2 separate regions of the Pan troglodytes genome follow, and region 1 is linked to region 2. Evidence: chromatin contacts called from public Hi-C data. All regions are on one chromosome and are shown on one strand. Each heading gives the region's core, a stretch centred on a gene start, on an enhancer-like site or on the middle of the called end of the contact. The rest is flanking DNA. Distances are from core to core; before and after follow the strand shown. Region 1 holds the start of BYSL (bystin like). Region 2 holds the start of TOMM6 (translocase of outer mitochondrial membrane 6).

Evidence for each region. A called contact is a pair of places that touch in the nucleus more often than the background predicts.
Region 1: a Hi-C map of stem cell-derived neural progenitor cells shows a contact between it and region 2, with 4 times the contacts expected there. The contact joins the promoter of BYSL here to the promoter of TOMM6 in region 2. A contact is called at or near these places in 1 of 7 Hi-C or Micro-C datasets (stem cell-derived neural progenitor cells), 1 of 1 datasets of contacts at active chromatin or transcription factors (stem cell-derived excitatory neurons) and 1 of 1 other capture datasets (stem cell-derived neural stem cells).

What each region holds. Positions count from the first base shown.
Region 1 is chr5:47,800,618-47,806,319 of NHGRI_mPanTro3-v2.0_pri, forward strand. BYSL (bystin like) reads left to right here and starts at 4,121. Exons shown (of 7, transcript XM_016955476.3): 1 at 4,121-4,881. The coding sequence starts at 4,614. It overlaps MED20 (mediator complex subunit 20), which reads right to left and starts at 4,138. Exons shown (of 4, transcript NM_001246490.1): 1 at 4,056-4,138; 2 at 160-314. The coding sequence starts at 4,069.
Region 2 is chr5:47,668,979-47,674,933 of NHGRI_mPanTro3-v2.0_pri, forward strand. It overlaps TOMM6 (translocase of outer mitochondrial membrane 6), which reads left to right and starts at 4,173. Exons shown (of 3, transcript NM_001256791.1): 1 at 4,173-4,301; 2 at 5,711-5,815. The coding sequence starts at 4,174. The coding sequence ends at 5,807. PRICKLE4 (prickle planar cell polarity protein 4) reads left to right here and starts at 290. Exons shown (of 5, transcript XM_054685817.2): 1 at 290-723; 2 at 1,419-1,556; 3 at 1,816-2,019; 4 at 2,601-2,805; 5 at 3,235-3,734. The coding sequence starts at 604. The coding sequence ends at 3,605. It overlaps LOC134810298 (a long non-coding RNA gene), which reads left to right. Exons shown (of 3, transcript XR_010158011.1): 3 at 1-2.

The DNA.
Region 1 (5,702 bases), core at 2,871-5,370, 130 kb after region 2:
TAAGAGATAAAGAACCAAGAATTAATGACGTCAAAAACACATCTCGCCACATGTTTAAGAATACCACCCTTAGCAGAAAAGCAGAAAGACTTCAATTAACTCAAATGTCTATTAACTCCAAGCCTGGTTCCAGCCATCCTACAGACCCATCTCACTGACCTTGGCTGCCAAGGGTAGAGGCGGCCGTATGGTAAGTCTCACAGTCCACACAAAATGTTCCTTGCTTCTCTGCCCCAAGCATCTCCAATTTCCGGGTAAGGAGCTCTACGGTTTGCTGAACACTCTTGCCCTCGGCCACAGGCATCTGGGACACACTGGAAAGGAGAGCACCAAATCATCAGTTATCCAGAGACACATGTGTGCTCACTGAGCCATTCACTCGCCCACAGCATCACAGCTCATCAGGGCCAAAAGTTATCTTGGAAATTACCTACCCTGACCGTCTCCCAATCCCTGCAACTTTATTATTTTTTTTAATTAAAAAAAAATTTTTTTGGCCAGGCGTGGTGGCTCATGCCTGTAATACCAGCACTTTGGGAGGTCAAGGCGGGTGGATCACGAACTCAGGAGTTCAAGACAAGCCTGGCCAACATGGTGAAACCCCGTCTCTACTAAAAATACAAAAATTAGCTGGGCGTGGTAGCGGACGCCTGTAATCCCAACTACGTGGGAGGCTCAGGCAGGAGAATCATTTGAACCCGGGAGGCCGAGACTGCAGTAAGCCGAGATTGCGCCCTTGCACTCCAGCCTGGGCGACAGGGCGAGACGCCATCTTAAAAAAAAAAAAAAATTTAAGACCAGTCAAGTGCAGTAGTTAGAGTGAGGAAGAGTAGAACAAGGAGTCCAATCTGTAACTGAACGTGAACAATCAATTAAGATAACTCATTACACTTGGACCAGTCCCCCATTGTAAAGACAAGGAATAGAGGACCACAGTCCCTGAGAGCCCCTCTAAGAACTGGAGCACAGTTCTCAGGATTCTCGCACCAGGGCAATGAACTTCCTATCACAGGGCGTTCTCAAGTGTGGCATGCCAAAGATTCTAGATGACACACAGACTGAGAATTCAATAATGCTGAGTCATATAATGAAAAAGGGATTCCTTTTGCAACTCTTTCAGTTCTGACTACATCAAGGGAAAAGTCTCCGTTTGGGTTAACATGTTTTTACCAACTCTGTGAACTTGAGCTGTTCAGCACAGTAGCCCAGAGCCACAGGTGGCTGGGACTAGTGTATTGGACACTGTTGTTAGAGAACATTTCCATCATCACAGAAAGTGCTATTCAACAGCCCTAGGAACAAAAAAAGAAAAGCAGTCTTCAAGTTTATAATCTTTGGGAATGAGAGGCAACAGTATTCACAAAAATTGAATCAAAAGAATGGAACAAAACAAAAAAAAAACGTTATTTCTAAGGTTTCCTCCTATGGTGAGTGAACCTCTTATGGTGGCTTCCCCTTTAGAGTGGTAGGTAACCAACTGCCAACCAACAACGTGCCAGACTGCATCCTAAGGCCTTTAGATGAATTAACTCTCCAAATCCTCACGATAGTCCTATGAAGGTGTGTTATTTATCAACTTGTTACAAATGAGGAAACTGCCGGGCGTGGTGGCTCACGCCTGTAATCCCAGCACTTTGGGAGGCCGAGGTGGGCGGATCACTTGAGGTCAGGAGTTCGAGACCAGCCTAGCCAACATGGTGAAACCCTGTCTCTACCAAAAATACAAAACTTAGCCAGGCATGGTGGTGTGCACCTGTAATCCCAGCTACATGGGAGGCTGAGGCAGGAGAATCACTTGAAACCAGGAGGCGGAGGTTGCAGTGAGCCAAGATCGCACCACTGCCCTCCAGCCTGGACAACAAGAGCGAAACTCCATCTCAAAAAGAAAAAAAAAAAAGAGGAAACTTGGCCAGGCACGGTGGCTCACGCCTGTAATCCCAGCACTTTGGGAGGCCAAGGCGGGCAGATCACGAGGTCAGGAGATCAAGACCATCCTGGCTAACACGGTGAAACCCCGTCTCTACCAAAAATACAAAAAAATTAGCCAGGCATGGTGGTGGGCGCCTGTAGTCCCAGCTACTCGGGAGGCTGAGGCAGGAGAATGGCATGAACCCGGGAGGCGGAGCTTGCAGTGAGCCGAGATCACGCCACTGCACTCCAGCCTGGGCAACAGAGTGAGACTCTGCCTCAAAAAAAAAAAAGAGGAAACTTAAGTACAGCACAAAGAGGTTAAATAACTTGCACTAGGTCACACAGTTAATGGGTGGTACACTCAAGACTCAAAGCCCAGCAACCTGGCTTGATGTCCATGCTCTTAACCACTAACTAGACTGCCTGTATAAGGATGTAGTGCCTGTTAAAACATTAAGGAAAAGATCAATTAAAAAATTAATAAACAATAGTACAAGCAGTACTTAGCTATATAGAAATCAAGAAACCAGTCATAGATGACATTGCTTTATGATCAACTAAATGAATCTATTAAGGTAGAGTCCTTCTGTTGCTAAAAATTGTCACTACTCTATCAGAAAAAACACTGATAAACGATGTTGCTAATGTGCCTTATTTTGAAATACAAAAGAATCCCTAAACTGACGCTACAAGTGACAGAAGTCCTAGGATTCTGAAAACGTTGATAAGGGGGCCAACAGAGAGCCCTTTTCCTGGAGCTGCCTTCTCCATTTAAAGAGCAGGGGTGGCTGGGCACGGTGGCTCATGTCTATAACGCCAAATACTTTGGGAGACCAAAGCAGGAGGCTCGCTTGAGTTCAGGAATTCAAGACCTGCATGTACAAAACAGCAAGACCCCATTTCTATTTCTTTAAAAAAAAGAAAGAGCAAGGGTTCCAGGGTTCTACGCTGCATCCTTTCCATTTCCATTCCTCACATATCTTGCTTCCATTAAGGAACACAGGAGGATCGTGTCAATCGTAGGAAGCAAGAGTGTAATCACTGAGAAACCTGCAAGAACCTGGGCTACCAGGAGGAAAAGTATTTCCCCTACACATGCTTTTGTATGAGAAGCCTATATCCACTGGCTTCAAATATCCTGGCCTCCGGGTTTCTCCCACGGGAAAAATGCTCACGTCTACTGAGATAAGAAAAAAATGTTCTGGGACCTGGCACCTTACAACTAACGCCTCCACGAGCACTGGACCCATACCTTTCCCTGCCACCTCATCTTCTTTCAACTGAGACTTAAAACATATGAAAGATAAAAACTCCATTGAAACTAGACCAACCATGGAATTAAACATAGTGGGAAACGGGTCCTAAAGAGATAAAGTGCCTGGAACCATGATCTCCTTATTATCAATACCCTCTTTTTTCCTCTAGACCCAAGATCTTAAAATGAGCAAATTAGAAACAGACACAAGCGGGTCTAACTGTATTTGATGGCTGAGGGAAGAGCAGGCGAAAATCTTAAAAAATACTATCTCCTGATTGCTTATGGCCCACTCCCTCCAACCCTGTCTGCAGGTGGGTCATAGTCCAAAGACCCTATTTCCAACCCTGAGGTCCCACTGCAGGCAGTACTGTGGCCTCACGGGAAGGAAGATGTATCCAGAAGAGAATGAGGTATACAACCATTGATAGGTTCCTGGGATAAAAAGTTTGCTTTGTCGACACCAGCGTGGCCAATATGGTGAAACCCCATTTCTACTAAAAATACAAAAAGTAATCGGGCGTGGTGGCGGGCGCCTGTAGTCCCAGCTACTCGGGACTACAGGAGAATCGCTTGAACCCAAGAGGCGGAGTGTTGCAGTGAGCCAAGATCGTTCCACTGCACTCCAGTCTGGCGACAGGGCGAGACTCCGTCTTAAAAAACAAAACAAAACAAAACAAAAACCTTTGCTTTCCCGCCTTCCAAGAGGAAGGGGCGCATCTCTGAGGAAACAAGCCCGGGGAACCCGCAGCCCGCACGGCATCCTCTCATCCACACAACCCGAGGATATCTCCCTCAGCTCCCAGAGGACGGCGGACCATGGTCAAGGTCCTCTTTCCGGCCTTTCACAACTCCAAGCCCCGCCCCACAAAACCCCCTGCAGTCCTACCAAGTCACTCCCATGGCGTCGGGCCAGGAAGGTGGCAGAATCACACAGTAGAAACGCAGGGTTCCCTGTCCGCCCACAGAAACTGCTTCAGTTCCCCAACACAACCTTCTGTCTCAGAAGGGACTCCGGAAATACGTAAAAACAGAGCGCCGGGTTCACGCCTTCCCCAAGGAATGGGGCGTGTCTCGGCACCCCTCGGTGACGCCTCCACTGACATCATCTGCGGATTCCCGCCCCGAGGTTTCTAAATCCAGACATTCCCGTTTGGCTGAGCACTCTAGGCCTACATCCATGAAGCTAGGAGAGCGACACTCAAAGACTGCACTATTGAGAGAAGCTAACGTTAAAGGCAGTGAATATATTCGGGAGTCCAGCTCCGGAAAACGGGAGCTCTTTTAGTGGGAGGGGCGGCGCTGATGGCGCTTCTGGCCTCCGAATGCTAGGGGGCACTGTGATCGCCGGGCGGCCTCTTGGGCGCTGGGAGTCCACCGCGCAAGCGCATCCTGGCCTTTCTTCAGTCCCCACGTGCGATCCTTCCCGGCAACTTTTTCGAGAAAAATGCCCAAATTCAAGGCGGCCCGTGGGGTCGGGGGTCAGGAAAAACATGCGCCCCTGGCCGATCAGATCCTGGCTGGGAATGCGGTGCGGGCGGGGGTCCGGGAGAAGCGGCGGGGTCGCGGGACCGGAGAAGCGGAGGAAGAGTATGTGGGGCCCCGGCTGAGCCGACGGATTTTGCAGCAAGCACGGCAGCAACAGGAGGAACTCGAGGCCGAGCATGGGACTGGGGACAAGCCCGCGGCGCCGCGGGAACGCACCACGCGGCTGGGTGAGTGTCTGGGATGAGGTCCGAGGAAGACAGTGGCCAGTAGTGGGGCGGGGTGGACAGCTAAAAAGTGTCTGGCAGGGGAATTGCTTCGAGTCAACAACGGGTCCCGTATTACACTTGCAAAGGAGACTGAACCCTGTCTAGAGCCCTCCGCGCCCACTCCTAGTTTTAGGCACTCCCTTCTAGACACGCCCGAAGTTAGGCCAACAGTAATCGATCGTGCCACTAAGTGCTCCTAGCATGTATCCATTGGTTTTGTAAATATTTATGGGATACCCACTACGAGCTTTGCGCTATGCTCGGAATTCTATCGAATGTTTGGGTACAGAAGTAAACAACACAGGCACGTCTAACTTAAGGACCTTACAGTCAAGCCCAGCAGAGAGGCAATTAAGTAGACTCTTAGAATAATATATTTCCATGATAAAGTATCGTTTCCCTGGTAACAATAGCATTGGTCTTGAGAAGCTTCTCCGATTGCAGCAGGACCTTTAAGCTGAGAACTGAAAAACGAATGGGAAGTGTTATGAGCAGAAAACACATTGTTTAGCAGCCAAAGAGCGAGAGAGATGAATTGAAAGACGTCTGATGTTTTCTCACTAGGGAGGGAGTGTTGACCTCTGAGGTGCTTCATCCGTTTCTCAGATCTCATCTAAAGCAATATTTGACACAATTGAATAGTGGCCTTCTGGCCACAGTATCCTTACTTGGGTTCTAAGACATCAACACTCCTGTTTTACTGCCACCTCACTTCTCAGTATCCTTGGCTGACTCTTATTGCAACCTCTTCTCCTCAGTCCTCTGACCTCTTCAAATATTCT
Region 2 (5,955 bases), core at 2,923-5,422:
CCCAAGCCCCAGGATCCAGGTCCACCAGCCAACTCAGACAGTGACTCAGGCCACCTGCCGGGGGAGGACCCTGAGGATACCCATGCTCAGGTAGTAGAGTCGTGCCCTTCCTCTGAGACCAACATGTCCTCTATCCTGTGGAGTGGCCACCCTTTTCCACCAACCCGGAGGTAGTTTGACTTCGTGCCTAATCTCTTATTGCCTTTTTCTCTTTTCAGGAATTCCTGTCTCTGCACCTGCTTAGAACATGGGGTTTTGACTTTAAACTCATTCACATGAGTATTCATTATCTCTCCTAGGGGGTCTGTATTGTCAAACCAGACTCTAGGGGCTTTGGCCCCAAGGCGTGAAGGGGGTTAAGAAGGGAAAGCATAAGAAGGGAAGCTGTTTTGGGGTGTGGGGCCTCCCCAGCCTCCCTCAAGGAAGACCACACATGCAGGCATCAGTCAGCTATCCTTGCACTCAGTGAGGATCTGCAAGGAGGACCCTCCCAAATGGAGGGCATGCTTAGAAGCTGCTCTAGATTGGAGAAGAGGTGGCAATGATGAGGGGGAAAGGAGGAGAAAGGAAAGAAAAACCTAGTTTCACTCCTCCCCTTCTTCCATGTCTCCTCAGGGTCCTGCAGTTCTGAGCTTGGGTTCCCTTTGCCTGGACACCAACCGAGCCCCCAACTGGACTGGACTTCAGACCCTCCTGCAGCAACTCCCTCCGCAGGACATTGATGTGGGTCTCCTCTCCCCATCTTCCCTCTCTTGCCTTTCCCTCCCTCATCTCTTTTCTTACTGTGGGAAGAACCTCAGTCCAGAAGTTAGGGGATGTGGATTTAATGCCCAGCTATGGCACTGGTTGGGGCGTCATTCTCCCCCTGCCTGAGTTTTCACATTGGCAATAACAATAGCAGGTGCAATAACATCTGCTCTGCCCACCACAATGCTTAGTTCAAGAGCAAATGAGAAAATGGACATGAACGACTTTTGAAACGGATAATGGAATGTACAAATGTAGAGAGTATGGTTGTTACGTATTTATTGAGGGTCTACATGTGCCCAGCCTAAAGGCTTACAATTCAATTGGGGAGGCAAGACAGGAGTATATGAAATAATTTGAGGAAATGCAAGAATGGGAAGTGATACTGAGCTCTTAGCTCATTGGGAACAAGGACCTAATGGTGACAGGGCTAAGTGCTGTGGGCCTGTCAGGACCTGATTGATGACATTCCTGGGGGGCAGGGTGAGACTGAGGTGGCTTTCTTGAGCTCCTTTCCTTTTCCATTTCCTCTTCTATGCCATTATCTCTGGCATCTCCCTGAGGTTCTACAACCTTTCTCTGACCCAGCAGCCAAGCCCTTTTTCCTCCAACCAATGCTCAATCTTTTCTGCTGGAGCTCTCCCAGTAATTGTAGAGGACTGTTTCTGCAGGAGCGCTACTGCCTGGCCCTTGGGGAGGAGGAGCGGGCCGAGCTGCGGCTCTTCTGTGCCAGGCGGAAGCAGGAAGCCCTGGGACAGGGGGTAGCCCGCCTGGTACTTCCCAAGCTTGAAGGACACACCTGTGAGAAGGTATGTAGCACCCCTCCCCCCAAATTCCCCTTCCTCTATTCTTTGCCCTCTCATTTCTGCAGAAGGGGCTAGCTTCTGGGATTCTGGTTGGGAAACAGGAAAAACAGAAACCAAGTTTGCGAGCTCTTAGTATAGGTTGCAGTGGATGTGGGCTTGCTAGGGTATGGCGAGAACAGGTTGGGATCGGATTGCAAGAGCAAGGAGGGAAGTTAGGATGGTAGTGCTTACTCCGACCACCTCAGCACCTCCCCTCTGACAGTGTAGGGAGCTGCTGAAGCCAGGGGAGTACGGAGTGTTTGCAGCCCAGGCAGGCGAACAGCGCTGCTGGCACCAGCCTTGCTTTGCCTGCCAGGCCTGTGGCCAGGCCCTGATAAACCTCATCTACTTCTACCATGATGGACAACTCTACTGTGGCCGTCATCATGCAGAGTTGCTGCGCCCGCGCTGCCCGGCTTGTGACCAGGTACAGCCTGGAGGGGAGGAACTGGGGGTCTGCCCAGAGTCCAGAGTGGCAGGATACAAAGGGACACTCTCCTGGGCCACAGTTTCTCCCAGTATCAGGGAGTGGGGAGAAGTTGGAACCAGCCTGGGACTACCAAGTTCCCTGTGTTCTGACTTGAGCTCTGGGCATGTAGGACCCAGTGCCCTTCTCTCTGGCCTCCCCCACTGCAGAGTCCCTCAAATGTTCCTGGACTCATAGAATTTCTCTAGAGCAGGGAGTCTTGGACACATGCTCATCTCAGTAGATGCCAAGTGCCCAGTGCTGTGCCTCATCATGCTAGAAATTCCCTTGATGTCAGCATAAAAGGAAGCCTGGAGCCCTGGGTTGGGAGTCCAGACCCCCAGGTCGCACTTGGGATTGTCCCACTTGCTAGCTGGGATCCTGGCTAAGCCAATCAGTCCTCCCTGCGTCCAAAAGTGGCTGAGTGAATTAAATGGGAATGTGTGCAGACGTGCTTTAGCGTTAACTGGGTAAAAGGCGTGGTTACTGGATGAATGAATGAGTGAATGAAAGAATGAAACGTTCCCCTCTCCCTCTCCCAGCTGATCTTCTCCTGGCGCTGCACCGAGGCAGAGGGACAGCGCTGGCATGAGAACCACTTCTGTTGCCAGGACTGCGCCGGGCCTCTGGGCGGGGGACGTTATGCCCTGCCTGGGGGAAGCCCCTGCTGCCCCAGCTGCTTCGAGAACCGCTACTCGGATGCAGGCTCGAGCTGGGCCGGGGCACTGGAAGGGCAGGCATTCCTTGGTAAGGGAGAGGATGCAGAGCAAAGCGGGAGGGAGCTTGGGCTGGGCTGTGGGGGTTCTCCCGGGCTGGGACCCTCGCCCCGGTCCCACGCCGTCCCGTCCCTCCAGGAGCGCCCCCACCGCACCCCCCAGACCCAAGCCTCGGGGCCCGCAGCTCTCACCGCGCATCCCTGGCCGGAGCGTTCCAAGGGCCGCCCGAACCCACCCCGCGCCGCGGTCGGGGTTGCGGCGCCAGACTCCCTCCCAGGCGCGGGAGGCGGACGCCCTCTGGTGGAGGCGGGGGACCCTGGCGAGGACTCTCGGCGGCGGCGGCGGCGCGCACGGCCCAGGGGCTGGGCGGGGCGGGAGGCTGGGCCTCACCCCCACTAGCTGCGGTGTAGGTCCAGCTCCGCGGCTCTGAGACCAGCGTTTCCGACCCGGCCCGGAACAGGGGAGACTGGACTCGACCGAACTGAAGGAAGGGACCAAGCCTCGGTGAACTCTGCAACCCTCTCCCGAACACTCCTTCTCGCTGCTGCCGGCGGTTCCAGCCTGCAAACTCAGAGGGGGCTGCCTGGATCCAGTCCCCAGCAGGAGAACCGACCTGGGGACAAAGCGGAGGCACCCAAAGGGCAGGAGCAATGCCGCCTGGAGACTATTCGTGATCCCAAGGACACCCCTTTCTCCACCTGCTCCTCCTCCTCTGACTCGGAACCTGAAGGATTTTTCTTAGGCGAGCGCCTTCCCCAGTCCTGGAAGACACCCGGAAGCCTCCAAGCAGAGGACAGCAACGCCTCTAAGACGCACTGCACCATGTGCTAGTGGCGCAGCTCAGAGAGGGGATGTGAGTGGGAGGAAAGGGGTCTGTAAAGCGGGAGAACAAGGCTAGCCTCCCCCTAACAATCCTAGACTGAGACGCAGTCAGGCGCACGCCCGCAAGAGGCGGCGAGGTGACAAGTTTGGAGTGCGCCCCCTTCAGTACTGCGCGTTCTAAGACTTTTGGTGGAGACTTTCTTGGCAAAACCCATTCCCCAAAGCTACGCTTTCCCTGCTGAGATAGCCCCTACCCCCACCTCCACAGGCTGAGACAGCCCCGTCCCCACCACCCTCCTCCCAAGCCAATTAAATGATCACAGCACGCGTGACGGTTACCGGCTGGAGAGCCGGAGGTGGGACCGGGAGCAGGGGACCGTAGAACCGGGCCACGCTCCTCCCCTCCTAGAGTTCGTGGACGCGCAGCAGAGGGCCGTCCCTCTTCCGGATGTCGGACTAAGCGAACAGCGCCCCCTCTGCCGGCCGGTAGCAGCCGGAAGTGCCAGACCGGAGGTGCGTCATTCACCGGCGACGCCGATACGGTTCCTCCACCGAGGCCCATGCGAAGCTTTCCACTATGGCTTCCAGCACTGTCCCGGTGAGCGCTGCTGGCTCGGCTAATGAAACTCCCGAAATACCGGACAACGTGGGAGATTGGCTTCGGGGCGTCTACCGCTTTGCCACTGATAGGAATGACTTCCGGAGGTAACCGAGCCCGAGGAACTTGGTCCTTTTCTGGCCCTTACATCCGTATTTCCCCTTTCTTGCGAGGCTGGCGCCTCAGGGTTTTTTGTTTTTGTTTTTTAACATTACCAGCATTGTGGCGTCTTCGTAGCTCTGGCTGTGCCTCACTGAGATCCCTGGCCAGGAGAGTTCCCGTGTGGCAAAAGCGATCTTTCTGTCATGTGGCTGTATCTGTAATGTCACCCTGATCAAGGGAAGAAGTGCTAGCACGTAAACAGGCTTTTTCGGCCCTGGACTAGTGCTTTAGCTGGGCTTTGCGTTTGATCTTACATTTCTTTTTTCTTTTCTTTTTTTTTTTTTTTGAGACGGAGTCTCACTCTGTTGCCCAGGCTGGAGTGCAGTGGCGCGATCTCGGCTCACTGCAAGCTCCGCCTCCCGGGTTCACGCCATTCTCCTGCCTCAGCCTCCCGAGTAGCTGGGACTACGGGCGCCCGCCACCACGCCCGGCTAATTTTTTGTATTTTTAGTAGAGACGGGGTTTCACCGTGTTATCCAGGATGGTCTCGATCTCCTGACCTCGTGATCCGCCCACCTCGGCCTCCCAAAGTGCTGGGATTACAGGCGTGAGCCACCGCGCCCGGCCTTTTTTTTTTTTTTTTTTTTTTTTTTGAGACGGAGTCTCACTCTGTCGCCCAGGCTGGAGTGCAGAGGCGCGATCTCGGCTCACTGCCCCTTCTGCCTCCCGGGTTCAAGCGATTCTCCTGCCTCAGCCTCCCCAGTAGCTGGGATTACAAGCGCGCGCCACCACGCCCAGCTAATTTTTGTATTTTTAGTAGAGACGGGGTTTCACCATCTTGGGCAGGCTGGTCTCAAACTCCTGACTTCTCGATCCACCCGCCTCTGCCTCCCAAAGTGCTGGGATTACAGGCGTGAGCCACCGCGCCCGGCCACATTTATTTCTTTTTGAGACAGCCTCGCTCTGTCGCCCAGGCTGGAGTGTAGTGGCGGACCTCAGCTCACTGCAGCCTCCGCCTCCCGGGTTCAAGCGATTTTCCTGCCTCAGCCTCCCCAGTAGCTGGGATTACAGGCGCGCACCACCACGCCCAGCTAATTTTTGTATTTTTAGTAGAGACGGGGTTTCACCATGTTGGCCAGGCTGGTCTCGAGCTCCTGACTTCGTGATCCGCCTGCCTTGGCCTTCCAAAGTGCTGGGATTACAGGCGTGAACCACCGCGCCCAGCCTGACCTTACATTTATTAGGCACAAAAATGAACTCCAAATTCCCACGTGGGTCTTGAGCAACCTGCCGTCACAACCACGTATCAACGCCTCGGGAAGGTGGTGATGGAAGCCTTTCCCCCCAGTACATTTCGTTAACTGTACAACTGACTCAGTGACCACAGGGTTAATAAAACACATTGTTTTTCCAGGAACTTGATACTAAATTTGGGACTCTTTGCTGCGGGAGTTTGGCTGGCCAGGAACTTGAGTGACATTGACCTCATGGCACCTCAGCCAGGGGTGTAGCCAAGTAGGTAAGCACGGAACCACACCCATGCGTGTCTTAGGAGACCTAGAGACTGGGTGAAGCAATGTTTTCTGTCAAGTATTCATGAAATGTACAAAAGAATGTGATGTAAAACCCTTAACTATTCCTAGTTAAATGTGTTTTCAG